Regions from separate parts of the Ovis aries genome. Here region 2 is linked to region 1. The links are chromatin contacts, called in public Hi-C maps. All regions are on one chromosome and are shown on one strand. The core of a region is the stretch at or near the end of the contact, and the rest is flanking DNA. Distances in the headings are between cores, read along the strand shown. Region 1 holds the start of CYB561 (cytochrome b-561). Region 2 holds the start of MAP3K3 (mitogen-activated protein kinase kinase kinase 3).

Region 1 (6,856 bases), core at 2,199-4,698:
TCAGAGAAACTTGCTAGATTCCTGGTTTATTATTGTAAAAATCCCAGCCAGATGAATAGGTATGTGGGGCAAGATCTGGAAGGGTCTGGAGCACTGAAGCTTGTCCCCGAGGAACCATGTGGATGTGTTCACCAACCCGGGAACTCTCCAAACCCTGCCCTTTGGGGGTTCAAGGAGGCTTCGTTATACAGGTCCGACTGATTAAATCATTGGTCATTCGTGGCTGAACCCGATCTCTAGCCGCTCTCCCTCCCCAGAAGTCAAGGGCGGGACTGAAAGTGCCAACCCTCCAGTCACAAGGTTGGTTCCCCCAGTAACCACCCCCCAGTATTCTAGGGGCTTCATTAACATAATGTAATATTAACATAACAAAAGGAACAGTTGTGGCTTTCTTCACATTGAAAATTCCTAGGGTTTTAGATGCTCTGTTGCATACATTTCTTATTATAAATCAGAGTACCACGGCTAAGAAGAGAACGCCCACTTCTGCCCACCTCATGATGAGACTGGTTGGGAAGGGAAAAAGCTGGCTGTTCTCTGCAGCCCTGAGCCCCTCTCTGTCCTCGCTCTCTAATGGGCGGGCAGACTGGCAGGTCAGCTGGGGCAGAGCCCATTCTTTCTGTTCTTCCTAATTCAGAGCTAATCAGATTCTGACTGTGCCCCGGGCTCTCAAGAGGAATCTAATAAAGGAGAGGAGGACAGCATCTCTCTGTTCAGAACAGTTTTCCTGTTGGAGTCGGCACAAGGGATCAGATCCCCGAGGACACCCAAGGGGGAGGCGGATGCAGTCCTTGCCTGCAGGGAGCTCACAGGGCTCCACCGCAGAGAGGCCCACGTGGGCTTAGCGCAGGGCAAGGACCGGGTAAGTAAGCCCTCGGCCAGCCTTGGGGACAAAGTGGTGAACAAAATGCCCATTTCAGGTCGTGGGGCAGGAAGCATAGGGGAGTGTGAGGTGGAGGGGTTACTGCCAGGTTGCGCTGTCAGAGCCGTGGCCTGGGAGCACCTCCTCCAGTGGGCTTGGCAGGAAAACAGTGGGGGCTGCGGGTGGAAACCCGGATGGGATCAGTGAAGGAGTTGGCATTTGACCATCACATGCTGGCGGCCCTTTGTGCCTGGAGGGGCAACAAGACTGGGGAGCTGGCTTTGTCCCTGTCCCTGTGAGTTAGGCAGACTGAGGAGGGTAGGAAGATGGGGGCAGAAGTTCCAGCCCTGCTGGGTGGTGGCAATGAAGGTGGCTGGGAGGGAAGTGATGGCGAGGCCTGGGGGAGGTGGCCACACTGAGGACCTGTCAGGAGAGGAATGTGGCTTTGGATGTGTGGACCTTGCAGTGCTTGGGGGATGTCCAGGTAGAGGCGTTAGTGGACAGCTAGAAGTGGGGTTGGAGTCTGGAGGAGAGGCCGACTGGCAGGGTCTCCACTGTAGGTGTGGAGCTGACTGATGGGCAAGCACGAGTTCCTGACGTGGCATCACTGCGTCCAGGGCTTCTGGAAGCAGGTGTGTCCACCTGCAATGGGGGTGCTTCCGAAATCTAAAAAAGAACCTAGCCTTTGCTCAGGATCCCATTTAGGAATAAGACAGCTGTGCAGAGATGATAACCTAGTGTTGTCTACTTAGTGAAAAGCTGAAGCTGGCTAAATATTTAAGAACAAGAGATAAGGGATTGGTTAAAATATGAAACTCGTGTAATAAGACAAGCATGATGTGGATGTATGTTCACTGACACGAAAAGATGTGCGTGGTCTAGAATTAAGTGAAAAAAGGTTAGAACTTGGTATGGTTATGGTTCTGTAAAAGAAAGTATGAAAAGGTATAAATCAAAACATCGATTACTTATAATTTCTGGGTTTTTTTGCTTATCTGTATTTTACTACAGGGAGTGGGTTATCAACACTGCCTGCCCGCCCACCACTTTAAAAAACCGTGGCATTGCCAACAGTAGTCCAAGGTGGCAGAGGGAAGTGGGGGTAAAGATGGTCTGCTTACCAGGAGGACACGGCCTGATCGACCGGACGCTAGTTCTCTTGAGCTGCACAGGGTAGAGGGTGAAAAGTGAGAGTGAAAAGTCAGTCGCTCAGTTGCATCCGACTGTTTGCGAGCCCATGGACTGCAGCCTACCAGGCTCCTCTGTCCATGGGATTCTCCAGGCAAGAATACTGGAGTGGCTAGTCATTTCCTTCTCCGGGGGATCTTCCCCACCCAGGGACTGAACCTAGGTTTGCTGGCAGATTCTTTACTGTCTGAGCCACCAGGGAACCCATTGTGCTCAGTATGTATTAGGAGGGATCCCACAATGTGTTAGTCAAACCTCTCTGCTCAGCTGCTGTTTTCTGCCGGTAATAAGGAGAAGGAGGGTGTCTCCAGGGCCACTGGGAGAGGCTGGGGCAGTGCAAGAGGCGAGCCAGGGAAATGGAGCGCTGGGCCCCCTGGGAGCCCTGGCGGAGCCTTTCTGTGGCCACAGGACGCTGGCACCACGGCTATACTTGCTTATCCACTGCCTCCTCTCCTCCCATCCCCCCTCACTGCCACTCCCGCCCGAGTGTGGGAAGAACCAGCAGGTTCCGGATGAAGAGCTGGCACACAGGCCTGTCGGAGCTGGGGCTTGGCTTTGGCGACAACCAGACCTGGGCAGAGGAGCCAGGAAATGCCTCCCACTGGCCCCTGGGTTTGGCTTCTCCAAGCCCCATTGAGACCTCTCCCCTCCCACCTGCCGCCGATCCTTGTCTGCTGGGTGGGAGCAGGGACACACATGCTGTCACCGAATCCTTGTGAGCTACGTGACCCCAGGAGTCCGTTCTTACCTTGCAGGGCTCGGTTCAGGAAGCCTGGCCTGGGAGCAGTGCAGGTCCACCGCCCCAGGTGTGGCAGGGAGGAGCGGGCGGAGGCAGGAAGGGAAAGGGCTGCTTGAAGGCTCCTCTCTCCCACGTCCTTGCTGGCGAAGCAGCTCAGAGCACATCCCTCTACTGGCTGCTGCCACGCTGCTGGGGGCTGCTCTGTTGGCAGGACTTCTCTCACCTGGGGCTGGAGCTGAAGCAGCAGGCAAGGGGGAGTCAGGCTCCCATTTCTCATCCCAGACGCCTGTTATGGTTCATCTGGAGGAAAAATTCCTGCATCTTCAAGGAATGTGCTCACTCCTCTGTATTTCACCCGTGAACCCGACCTGAGAAAACCCAGGGCCTCATGAAACAGAAAGCACTGCCATGGGGCCCTCCTGCTCTGCCCAGAATGTGGAGGACCTTGACTTGCACCCTCACTGCAGGTGGAAGTGCAGCCAGGTGTGGTCCGGTTCTGCAGGAAGCCAGGCCCCTCCCGCTGGGTGCTTGCTACATGAGCACAGAGGCCGGGGGAGTGGGCTGAGAGGGAGGTGGCAGGCAGGCACGGGGTGTATCTTTGGAGGCTGTGAGCCATTCTTCTGAGCTCTGCCATCTTCTCCGCAGTAGCCGCCTCAGCATGGAGGGCCCTGCCAGCCCAGCACCCGCACCCGGGGCGCTGCCCTACTACGTGGCCTTCTCCCAGCTGCTGGGCCTGACCGTGGTGGCCATGACTGGTGCCTGGCTTGGTATGTACCGAGGCGGCATTGCCTGGGAGAGTGCCCTGCAGTTCAACGTGCACCCGCTCTGCATGGTCATAGGCCTGGTCTTCCTGCAGGGAGATGGTGAGTCTTTGGGCGACACCACCTGGGAGCGGGTTTGAGGGACCCTTTCACCCCGGAAGCTGGCTCAGAGCCTGGGGACACTGGGAATCCAAATCAGGGCCCTCTGAGGCTGCTGGGTGGCAACTCCTTTCTGACTGAAAACGGTGTGTAGATGATGGAATTGGCAGAGCTAGAGCTCCTCTCTCTGGGGTAGGATCCAGGCTGTGGTTGGCCATGTACTCTGCCTCAAGGCCTTGTTTCTAGAAACAAGAAAGCTGGATCTATCCATTCTTCCTCGAGGTGGTCCCGGGGTCAGCAACCCCTTAATCAGCAGGCTCCTAAGGGGCATTCCCCAGGCTCCCTGGCCCTGACCGCCTCAGCCAGAAGAGGAGGAATTCACTTGGGATCACAAGGTTCTGCTGTGAGAACCAGGGGTTTCCCAACCAGGGAGCCTGCTTGCTAAAACTAGTGAATAAGTGATCAGGCTTCAGTGCTGGACAAACCGAGGACCATCAAAGCGAAGGGGTGAACTCAGAAGTACGTGGCACCTTGATGTGCCTGCTTGATGAGCCTAAAACAGCCTGGAATAGCCGGGGACAGCTGATAAGAAGGGGCGGGGTGGGCCTGCCAGGGCGCAGGAGCCTTGTTTTCTTCCCTCTTCCTGTGGCTGGGGTACCTGGACAAGCCCTAGACGCAGGTTCCCTCCTCAGCCGAGGGTGTGTCTCCTCGCTGCCCTGGCCGGAGGGCTGCGGGCTGGGGTTAGCACGCTGACCTTCCCTTTCTCACGGCCAACAGCCCTGCTGGTTTACCGCGTCTTCAGGAATGAGGCCAAACGCACCACCAAAGTCCTGCACGGGCTGCTGCACGTCTTCGCCTTCGTCATCGCCTTGGTGGGTGAGTTGGGGGCCGGCGCGCCCTTCCTCCACCTCTGCTGACTTGGGGAAGTAGCTGCTTCACTGTCCAGTCCCCCCCCCACCCCCGCCGGCAGGGACACTGGGTGTTGGCAGCCACCGAGCCGGGACTGGAGCCCAGAAGTCCCGGCCAGGCAGGTTTCCCTCGGGTCACCGCGTCCCCTCAGCGCCCATCAGCCTTGTCCTCACGCCACCCCCGCCTCCCGCCAGGCCTGGTGGCGGTGTTCGAGCACCACAGGAAGAAGGGCTACGCCGACCTGTACAGCCTGCACAGCTGGTGCGGCATCCTGGTCTTCGCGCTCTTCTTTGCGCAGGTGAGTCCTCGCCGCCCCACGGCGGCGGGCAGGCGCGGGGAGCAGGGCCCGCGCCGGCTGTGGCCAGCTGTGCGCCCGCGGGTGCGCCCGGGGCGTCCCCGGGCTGCGCGGAGCGGGCGCAGCTCGGTCCCCGGCAGCACCTCGCCTTTCCTCCCAGTGGCTCGTGGGCTTTAGCTTCTTCCTGTTCCCGGGCGCCTCGTTTTCTCTGCGGAGCCGCTACCGCCCGCAGCACGTCTTCTTCGGCGCTGCCATCTTCCTGCTCTCGGTGGCCACCGCCCTGCTGGGCCTGAAGGAGGCGCTGCTGTTCGAGCTCGGGTGAGCGCCCCCTCCCGGCGGCTCTGGGCGGGGCGGCCGCGCCGGGGCTTTTCTCCCGGGCGGGGCGGGGCGGGGCGGGGCGGGGGGCGGGCTCGGGCTGGAGACCCCGGGCATCTTTCCGGCGGGGGTGAGCCGCACTGGGTCTAAGGGCGACGCCTCAACCCCGCAGGACCAAGTACAGCACGTTCGAGCCCGAGGGCGTCCTGGCCAACGTGCTGGGCCTGCTGCTGGCCGCCTTCGCCACGGTCGTACTCTACATCCTGACCCGCGCCGACTGGAAGCGGCCCCTCCAGGCGGAAGAGCAAGCGCTCTCCATGGACTTCAAGACGCTGACGGAGGGCGACAGCCCCAGCTCCCAGTGACGGGCGCCCCATCCTGGCCCCTCCTGTTCCGGGGGCCCAGGCAGGTGTCCGTCCCGCACCCGCTGCTGAGGGTCCCGGCAGGGCTGGGCACAGCGGAGGGGGGGCGGTGGGGGCAGTCCTCTCTGAGCGCAGATTTTTGGGGTTCAGGGCCCCTCCACTTCCCGCTCCTCGCTGCTGCTGCTGTCGTGTTAGTCCTGAGCACGCGCCCACCCCCCCGCCCCTGTTGCCACCCGACTTCCACCCCAAGATGGAGCAGCTTTGGGTAAGGCTCTGGGCCTAAATGGCGCCGAGAGTGGGGCGCCTCCCTCCTCGAGGCCGCAGCGAAGCTGAGACTTGCTTTGTGTGACCCCGAACTCCTGCCAGGAGTCTTGCGTCCTGGAGGACCGGCGCTCTGAAGGGGCCCAGCCTCTGGCAGCGGAGCTAGTGACATTATATGTGAAATATGCTGGTGTTAGGGCCAGGTTCCCCAGGAGAGGGGAGGGACTCCCTGGGACTCTCTGGACCCAGGCTTTGGCCCAGCTGCGTTCTGGAGCCTTCCCTTTCTTTAACCCTTTAGCCCTGAGTCGGCTTTACCTTGGGGGCCGTAGACTTGGGACAAACTTGCTGTGAGCCGCTTCAGAGGGGAGCCCAGAGAAGAGGCTGGAGGTGGGCCTGGGTGGGCTTCTGTCCCTGCTGGCCCAGGCCTCCACTCCTGACCCTCAGAGCTCGCGGGAGGCTGCTCTGACAAGAGGGCGCAGGCCTTTTCCCCCTAAACAAAAAGCTGCCGCTAGAAAAGGATAAGGTGCCCCCTTTCTATTTCCATGAGGAGGGTTCGGGAGGACAGTCTTCTCTCCTACCTGCCGCTGGTCTTTGCAGGAAGGGGCCAAGAGGGAATCAGATAAATCGCCGCCCCGCCCCCGCCGCCCCTGAAACCTCGTGAGTGTGTCATGAGTGTGTAACGCTGTTAGCTGAGTCGCTATTTGCCTTCGGTCTAGAAATAACGTGATTAGAGCATTGATCTGTGCTGCTTGGACTTGGCAAATGCTCTCTCCTTGTTTTCCTCGTTTTCCGGGCTTTGAGGAACATGACGCAGTTTTGGACAAGACAGAGTTGACTTAAGACATTAATAAAATTTCCAGTTCTGACTGCCATTTTTAAGCAGCTGCCTCTCCCAGCTAAATGCTGCCTTCGAGAAAGGGGGCTTATCTCCTCTAATACTCGGATTCCTACAACTCGGCCTTTGCCGTGGGGTCCCGCCTCAGGTGATGCTGCTCCTCAGGGCAGGTGGCGATGGTGGGCGCCCTCCCCAGCAGGGCTGCCTGCTCCCCACCCGACCCTGTGGGC
Region 2 (6,856 bases), core at 1,560-4,059, 140 kb before region 1:
AACTGCCAATATAAAATCTGACCTGTTTTCATTACCAACCCAAGCTGTCAAACAAGCTTGAGTCTGGGGCTTAGAACAGCTCAGGAAAATATGACTGTTAACCAAGGAACCTGAAGGGCAGGAACTCAAATTAGTTTTACCCCTTTCCTCGCTGGGCTGGAGTTTAACAAGTATAATAAAATACTAATAAGTCTATGTTTCTCCCTTATTACCCCTTGAACTTATTTAGGACTACATACAGCAACTAACGCATGCTAACCTGGGAATCTGACTTTTCATCATTTATATCACCAAAATGGAAACCAGTACTTAAGAGAGAGACTCCGTGCGTGTTTGTACATACACCCTTGCTGAGCCCTATACAAAGCAAACTGAAGGTCAGGTTCTAAAAGAATTCAGTACTAGTTCTAGGTGCATGCCAAGGTCATCTGCTTAAAAGAAAGTGAGAATGGTATGAGGGAAGAGTGGTGAAGAAAGCCAGGCAGGGGTTCTTAAATCAGCTTGTCTGCCGATTAATATACTGCAGTCACCAGGCAAGTTAATTTCCCCCTCACTGTCTCACTTTCTTCACGTAAAAACTGACATGGGACCAAATGAGAAGATATTGAGTTTTTGGTCCTTTTTCCTTTGGGGCTCTGGACCCTATCTACATAGTTCCTTTCGTCCCCATCACTGTCTCTCCATATGCTCACACATTTACGTTTTTTGAAATGATTTTGAAATGTGAAAACAGGCTGACCTCTATTTTATTATTAGGCACGAAATGTAGTCAACATATCTGGACACTGATTCAGCACTCGAGAAAGTGGAAAATAGGAGGTCTGCACACCCTTAAGTATTCACACTCCCCTTTGGGATTTAAGCCTGTCCCCGCAGGATAAAAAGGAAAGACTGATTAGAAAGATTATCACAAATGTAGGTTCACAAATCAATTCAAAGATTTAGTGTGATCATCAAATTCCAGAGCACAAGATAAATGTGCGAAACCTGGGGAGGACAAGAAGAATTATGTACCCCATTTACAGTAAATGCTCAACGAGTATTTGTTGAATTACGTATTTATTCAATAAATACCAGGCCTCACTGAGTTCGTTTTCTGCTTGCTGTCACAGACTTTGCCCAGAAAAGCAAGCACTTCTGAAATAAAGCATGGGAAGGAAACAGCCCAATAAATGAAGGAACCCATTCCTTACTGTAGAGGGGCAGCATGGAACAGAACAAGGCAATTCATTCAAAGCCAGAGTGTAAAGATGGGCCACAAAAGATTATCTGCCCAATGTGACACAGCAAACACTCAGCCTCCTACAAAAACGACTTGACCTTGCCATAGGGCAAAGCAAACATTAATGTTCCCTCTTCACAGATGGAATCAGTGGCTGTGCAAATGACCCCTTAACTGAAGTTTACCCCTTGATTAATTAGGACAATAACAAATACTTTGCAAAACTTGCCACTGCAGACAACTGTATCAAAATAACTGATCCAACAAGAGAAGCAAAGTACATCGAACATGTTACTGCTACTTAATGAACTCCAATAGTCGTCTGCTAAATTACCACAAAGGACATGAAATATAATTCAGTTCAAATGCTGCGTGTGGAAGACATTAAAACGTTCCTTAGACTACATCTTCACAACAGAAATTGCAACCATCGATTAAAAAGGAAATGATTTCAGAGATTTTTTTGTGTAGTGAATGTTTCTCTCTTTCAAAAGTTACATAATTTCAGGGACACCGCTAGATTAAACTAATGGATGTAAAACACTGCAACGAGATTTTTCAAAGAGTAGGATGTGTATTATCACTGGCAGCCGATTCCCAAACTCCAGCAGTCTGCGTGCAGCTCGCATTTCTCAACCGCGCGGTTGATAACAGTGATTGCCATTTTAATCACCTCGCAGCCTGTCTCCCCGCACGCCCTCCCCCCTGCGCTGGGGCGCGCACAGGGCTAGAGAGCAAGCCCCGGGAACTCTCACAGGCCGGCCTGTGTGAGCAAAGGGAAGGAAATGACACAGGCAGGAAAAAAAAGCAAATCAAGGAAAAGACACAACAGCAGCTAGGCCTGCACCAGCCTCCAGCCCGGGCCCCACACTGCGCTCGCGCTCCCCCGCCCTCGGGCTCGGGGTCCCGCTCGCTCGGCCCGGAGCGCGTTGCTCCGCCGAGCACGGGCCCTCGACCCGCTGCCGCTTCCTCGGGATGTGCTGGCCGCGCGGCCAGGAAAGAGGCGGCCAAGTGGGCTCTGCGGACCGGGGCCGCCCTTGAAGGCCGGGGGAGCCAGAACCCCCACCCGGGCCGCGAAGCCGCTAAGCCCGAGCGGGGCGGGCGGGCGCCGGCGGTCCGCAGCCCCGGCCGGGCGGGCTGTCCATGCCTGTCAGGCGGCGGCCCAGGGTCCTCCTCCCCTCAGCCCGGGGCGGGGCGACGCGAAGCAGCGCGGGCACAGGCCGGGGCGGTGGCGACACTCACCCATGGTGGCGATGGCGGCGGCGGCGGCTCGGGCCCGAGTGTCACCTCCGCAGCCGGAGCTGCATGCCGGGGGCCCGGGCGGCGGGGACGGCAGCGGGCCTGGCTCCGCGCGGGGGGCGCGGGCTGCGCTCGGGGCCCCCGCCGCCTCCCCAGGCTCCGGCTCCGGCTCCGCCCGCGGCCGGGCGCTGTGGCATGGGCAGGGTGGCCCGCTACATCCCCGGCGCTCCTCGGCTCGGCCCAGCCCGGCCTCGGCGGCGCCGCTCGGCCCGCCCGACCGCCAGTCCCTCAGTCCCGAAGTCGTTCCGTCCGGCCGCCGTTCTCCACCTCAGGAACGCTCCGAAAAACAAACCGCTGGTCGCGCAGCTCGCCACCCTGCCTGTCACTCACCCCAGCACTCGCCAATCCTAGCCAGCCGCTGGCCCATGGTGCCACCCCTCACTCATTTCACCACCCAATAACAAGGAAGAAGTCGCTGCCCCCACCGCCCCTCCTCCCCCAGCTCTCTCCAACACCCTAACTCTCAGCCGCCAGCTAATCAACGGCACCCCTCGATGAACCAATCCCGCCTACTCTCGCAGGATGCCAATAGGCGAAGCCAAAGCAGTTTCGGAGGGTTGTCTACCCTCTGCCAATCATCGGAACAGCTCCCGGTTCACTCCGCTGCTAGCCAATCACGTAGAAGGCTCTGAGCACCCTCCTCTGCGCATCCCTCGCAAACTTGCCCGCCCTCTCTCCCCGGAGGTGTGGGTTTTTCCAATCACAGCTCGCGCTAGAGGCTCCGCCCACATTCCCACCTCCTGTCAGTCACCCAAGTCTCGGCTGGCGCGCGGGCTGGCGCGGTTCCCCGCCGGCTACTTTGGGGCTGGAGTTTAGGAAGACGTTTGGAGGGGCCCCATTGCCTCCCGCCCTTCCAGCTCTCCGCGGCTCCTGAGGCTGACGTCCTGCCCCTTGGTGTCCCCACACCGGCGCGTAATAAGCGGGGAGGGTTCTGGCTCTGAGCGCTTCCCGGCGTGTGGCCACCTCTGCCGCTGGACCCCCAAGCAAGTCCTCCGGTCCAGAGGCTGCGCTTGCCCGGAGGCAGGAGCGGTTCACCACTGCCTGCCTTTTCCTAGGTCTCAACAGTCACACACCCCAAGGGGCTGGGGTAGTGCCGGGAAGTGGGTCCTAGGAATCTGCTGGCCAGGGCCGAAACCATTAAGTGAGGTTCTTTCGGGAAGAAAACTTTTTTTCTGGTCATAAAAGCAACACAAGCTCTTTGTATTAAAATTGAAAAAAACAGAAACTCCACCCCAGAGGTATTTTGTCTCTTTCCTACCTGAATATACAGCGTTTGATAAAAACGGCTTCATTTTGTTTTGTAGTGTGCTTAAATTTTACCCCGTTTTCCCGTGCCACTTAATATTGTCTCCCAAAACGATTGTACTTGACTGCATGATATTTCAAAATAGAGATGACCATAATTAATTTTCCCAGCCTTCATTGTTCAGCATGTTATACACCTCCATCTTCAGATTCCAAGGCCGCCACAATCCGGGCTCCCTTCCTCGGGCCCCTGTTCAGTGTAAGATAAATCAGACGCCAAAAACATCTTCCTCTGATGTCGCTTTCAACTGTCAACCAAGAACCTTTAGTGGTGGCTTTACCTTGGGTATCAAATCTCTTAAGAATTACTTTAGACCTCTTCCTTTAAATCCACATCTTAGATTTAGGAATATTTGCCTGTATTCAAAGGTCTACTCAGCAGCATCTCTTGGAATGTCTAAAATACAACTCCAGTTTAATGTGTTTTACACTGAATTCTTGATTCTTTGCCCCTTCCCCACAAAACCTTGCTCTTGTTTTCCCAGTGGTAAAAATACACACCAAGGAGGCATCTTCCTTCATTTCACTCTTTCTCTAACATTCCTCTATCCAATCATCCAGCAAGTCTTTTCAGCTTTCCTTTAAAAATGTATCTGAATCCAATTACTTCTCACCACTTACACCCTGGTGCAAGCCACCACCCTACCTACTGGGTGACTGCCCTGGCCTCCTAACTGGTTTCCCTGTTTCCTCTGCAGCCACCTAACAAATGATGCTCCACACAGCAGCCAAAGTGATCCTTGTAAAATGTAATTAACATCATGTCACTCCCTGCTCTCAACCCTCCGAGGGCTTCCCATCACACACAGAATAGACCCAAACTCTGTCATGGCCATCCGGGCCCAACAGGAGTCGGCCCCCGCCATCCTCTCCCCCCTCACCTCTCCAGCTCCCTCAAATCACTCCAGCCACACTCGCCTTCTTTCCATACTTTGAGCTTACCAGGCTCAGGACCTCTGCACTTGCCCTTTGTTCCACCTAGAAATGCTCTTCCCACAGCTAATTCCTGCATTTCATTCAGGTCTGCTCAAATGTCAGCTCTCAAAAGTGCCTAACCACACCATCCAAGATAGGCCCTCTCCCCTCCAACATTTTGTATTTCCATATGCTGCCGTATTTTTCTTCACAGAGCCTGAAATTATACACTGTTTGCTCCGACGACAATGAACATAAGCCGTGTAGGAGCAGGGACTGTGTTCCGTCCACTGCCTGGTCACCAACACTTAGAACAGTGCCTCACACACAGCAGTGCATGCAATACAACAACAGAAGTCTTTAGCTGGAAACAGCCTCCTGATTTTCCCTCTACCTTCCTAGCAACTGATTTTTTTTGAGGACTCCATTTCTGTTGTCTGTCACTGAACCAGCCATCTCAAACATCCCCTCGCTGCAGTCACCCTACTGGGCTTTCTTCTGAACTTCAGAGACATCACCCATTGAGTATTCTGCAGGTCCTTCAAATTCCACCGGTCCAAACTGATCTGATCGTTTTCCTCCATGTTCTCATTTGCTCTCTCCATCATCAGGTCCCCAGCTTGGATGCTTTTGAGTTATCAAACTTGAAGAGTTCTTCCTCTCCACTTCCCTTCCCCCACAGCTAATTGTGGCCATGTCTCCAATCTGTCCACTCCCCTCCCTGTCCCAGCTCCACCATCCTAGTTCAAACCTCCCAAGCCTATTACTCGGAGTATTCAGTGTAACAGCTTCTCAAGATCACTCCATCCAGGGTGACCTTTTAAAATGGATCCCTGAGCCTGCCATGATCTCCTGAAAGATTTTACAGTCCCCATTACCCTTAGGAAAAGTCAAATACATCAATGTAGTTAAGAAGGACCTGGAACCATTTCTTCTCCAGCCATAAGTTTTTCCATTTCCCACTTCCAACAACCCCACCATTCAAATTCTGTTCTGGCCACACAGAACCACTGGTAGTTCCTCAAATATGACTTTCTCTCGCCTCTAACCTTTGCATATTCACTGTCTCGAACACCCCTCTCCTCCATTCTTACCCCCACCCTCATTCTTTCAGGGAAGAAGTAAGCCTAAACATTGCTCCCTTCAGGAAGCCTTTCCAGGCAGAAAGCCCTAAATCTGGGCACCAGAGCACCTAGTACTTTATTCATCAAAGCACTTGTCTTACTCTACTGTAACTGCCTTTAAGAAAGTAAGCATAAAGACAGGAGTTGGGCCTCTCCTTTGGGGTTGGCCTGCTCCCACGTCTCAGGAGAGTACTATCCTCTAAAAAAAAAAAAAAGCAACAACAACAAAAAATAGAAGCTGTGTTATTCAAAAGAGATGGCCTACCATCTTTCCTGGCACATTCAAAAAACAAATATTTGTTGAATGAATAGGTGAACCTCTGATGGGGATGTTGCTAACTGTTATTTCCTTTAGCTCTGTATTTTATCTTCCCTTTCTATGTTGTTTCTCTCCTCCCCCTTCATTTTCCCCATGCGAAGCCTCCCAACTGGGCCAGGCCTTCTCAGGCCTATCACCCTAGTTTTACACTGAGTAGGTGCTTCTGTTTAAGCGCCTGAGCCATCCCTGACCCCAAGTTTCATGACCCAACCCTAGAGCTCAGGGCCTCCGAGTACTGGTCCCATTAAGCAGCCACGCACACACCAGCTGCACATTCCTTTCCACTTCTCAAGAGCGCAGGACACATGACAGGGAACATCAAATACCAATGAATAAATTCTCTGAAGGGATATCTCAATGAATTTGGTGTAAAACAGAGAAACAAACCAAAAAACCTATCACCTGATTTGATGAAAATTCTTTTAATTCAGAGGTAACATAGAATATATTCAGATCACCAGTTCAATCAGTTAGGTTCTCTGCTTTGTTTGTACATCTTTACATTTTTACATATTGACATTTATGTCTAAAGAAAAACTGCTTTGTGTTTTGTAATTCCACTTCTATAAATTTATCGTGAAGAATACTTTGCAAGGGAGCAAAGGTAAAAAGTATTCACTGTAGCATCTTCTGTAAGATAAACAATCCAAACATCCATTGATAGAGACTAAT

The links. A called contact is a pair of places that touch in the nucleus more often than the background predicts.
Region 2: a Hi-C map of skin fibroblasts shows a contact between it and region 1, with 2.6 times the contacts expected there. The contact joins the promoter of MAP3K3 here to the promoter of CYB561 in region 1. A contact is called at or near these places in 10 of 16 Hi-C or Micro-C datasets (blood, hypothalamus, liver and 6 more).

What each region holds. Positions count from the first base shown.
Region 1 is chr11:47,494,429-47,501,284 of ARS-UI_Ramb_v3.0, reverse strand. CYB561 (cytochrome b-561) reads left to right here and starts at 3,448. Exons shown (of 5, transcript NM_001093790.1): 1 at 3,448-3,652; 2 at 4,427-4,525; 3 at 4,753-4,856; 4 at 5,014-5,171; 5 at 5,341-5,533. The coding sequence starts at 3,448. The coding sequence ends at 5,533. It overlaps LOC132657433 (a long non-coding RNA gene), which reads right to left and starts at 2,912. Exons shown (of 2, transcript XR_009595613.1): 1 at 2,799-2,912; 2 at 9-2,026.
Region 2 is chr11:47,638,767-47,645,622 of ARS-UI_Ramb_v3.0, reverse strand. MAP3K3 (mitogen-activated protein kinase kinase kinase 3) reads right to left here and starts at 2,809. Exons shown (of 16, transcript XM_027974351.2): 1 at 2,465-2,809. The coding sequence starts at 2,468. It overlaps LOC101102824 (translational activator of cytochrome c oxidase 1), which reads right to left. Exons shown (of 5, transcript XM_004013018.5): 5 at 6,591-6,856.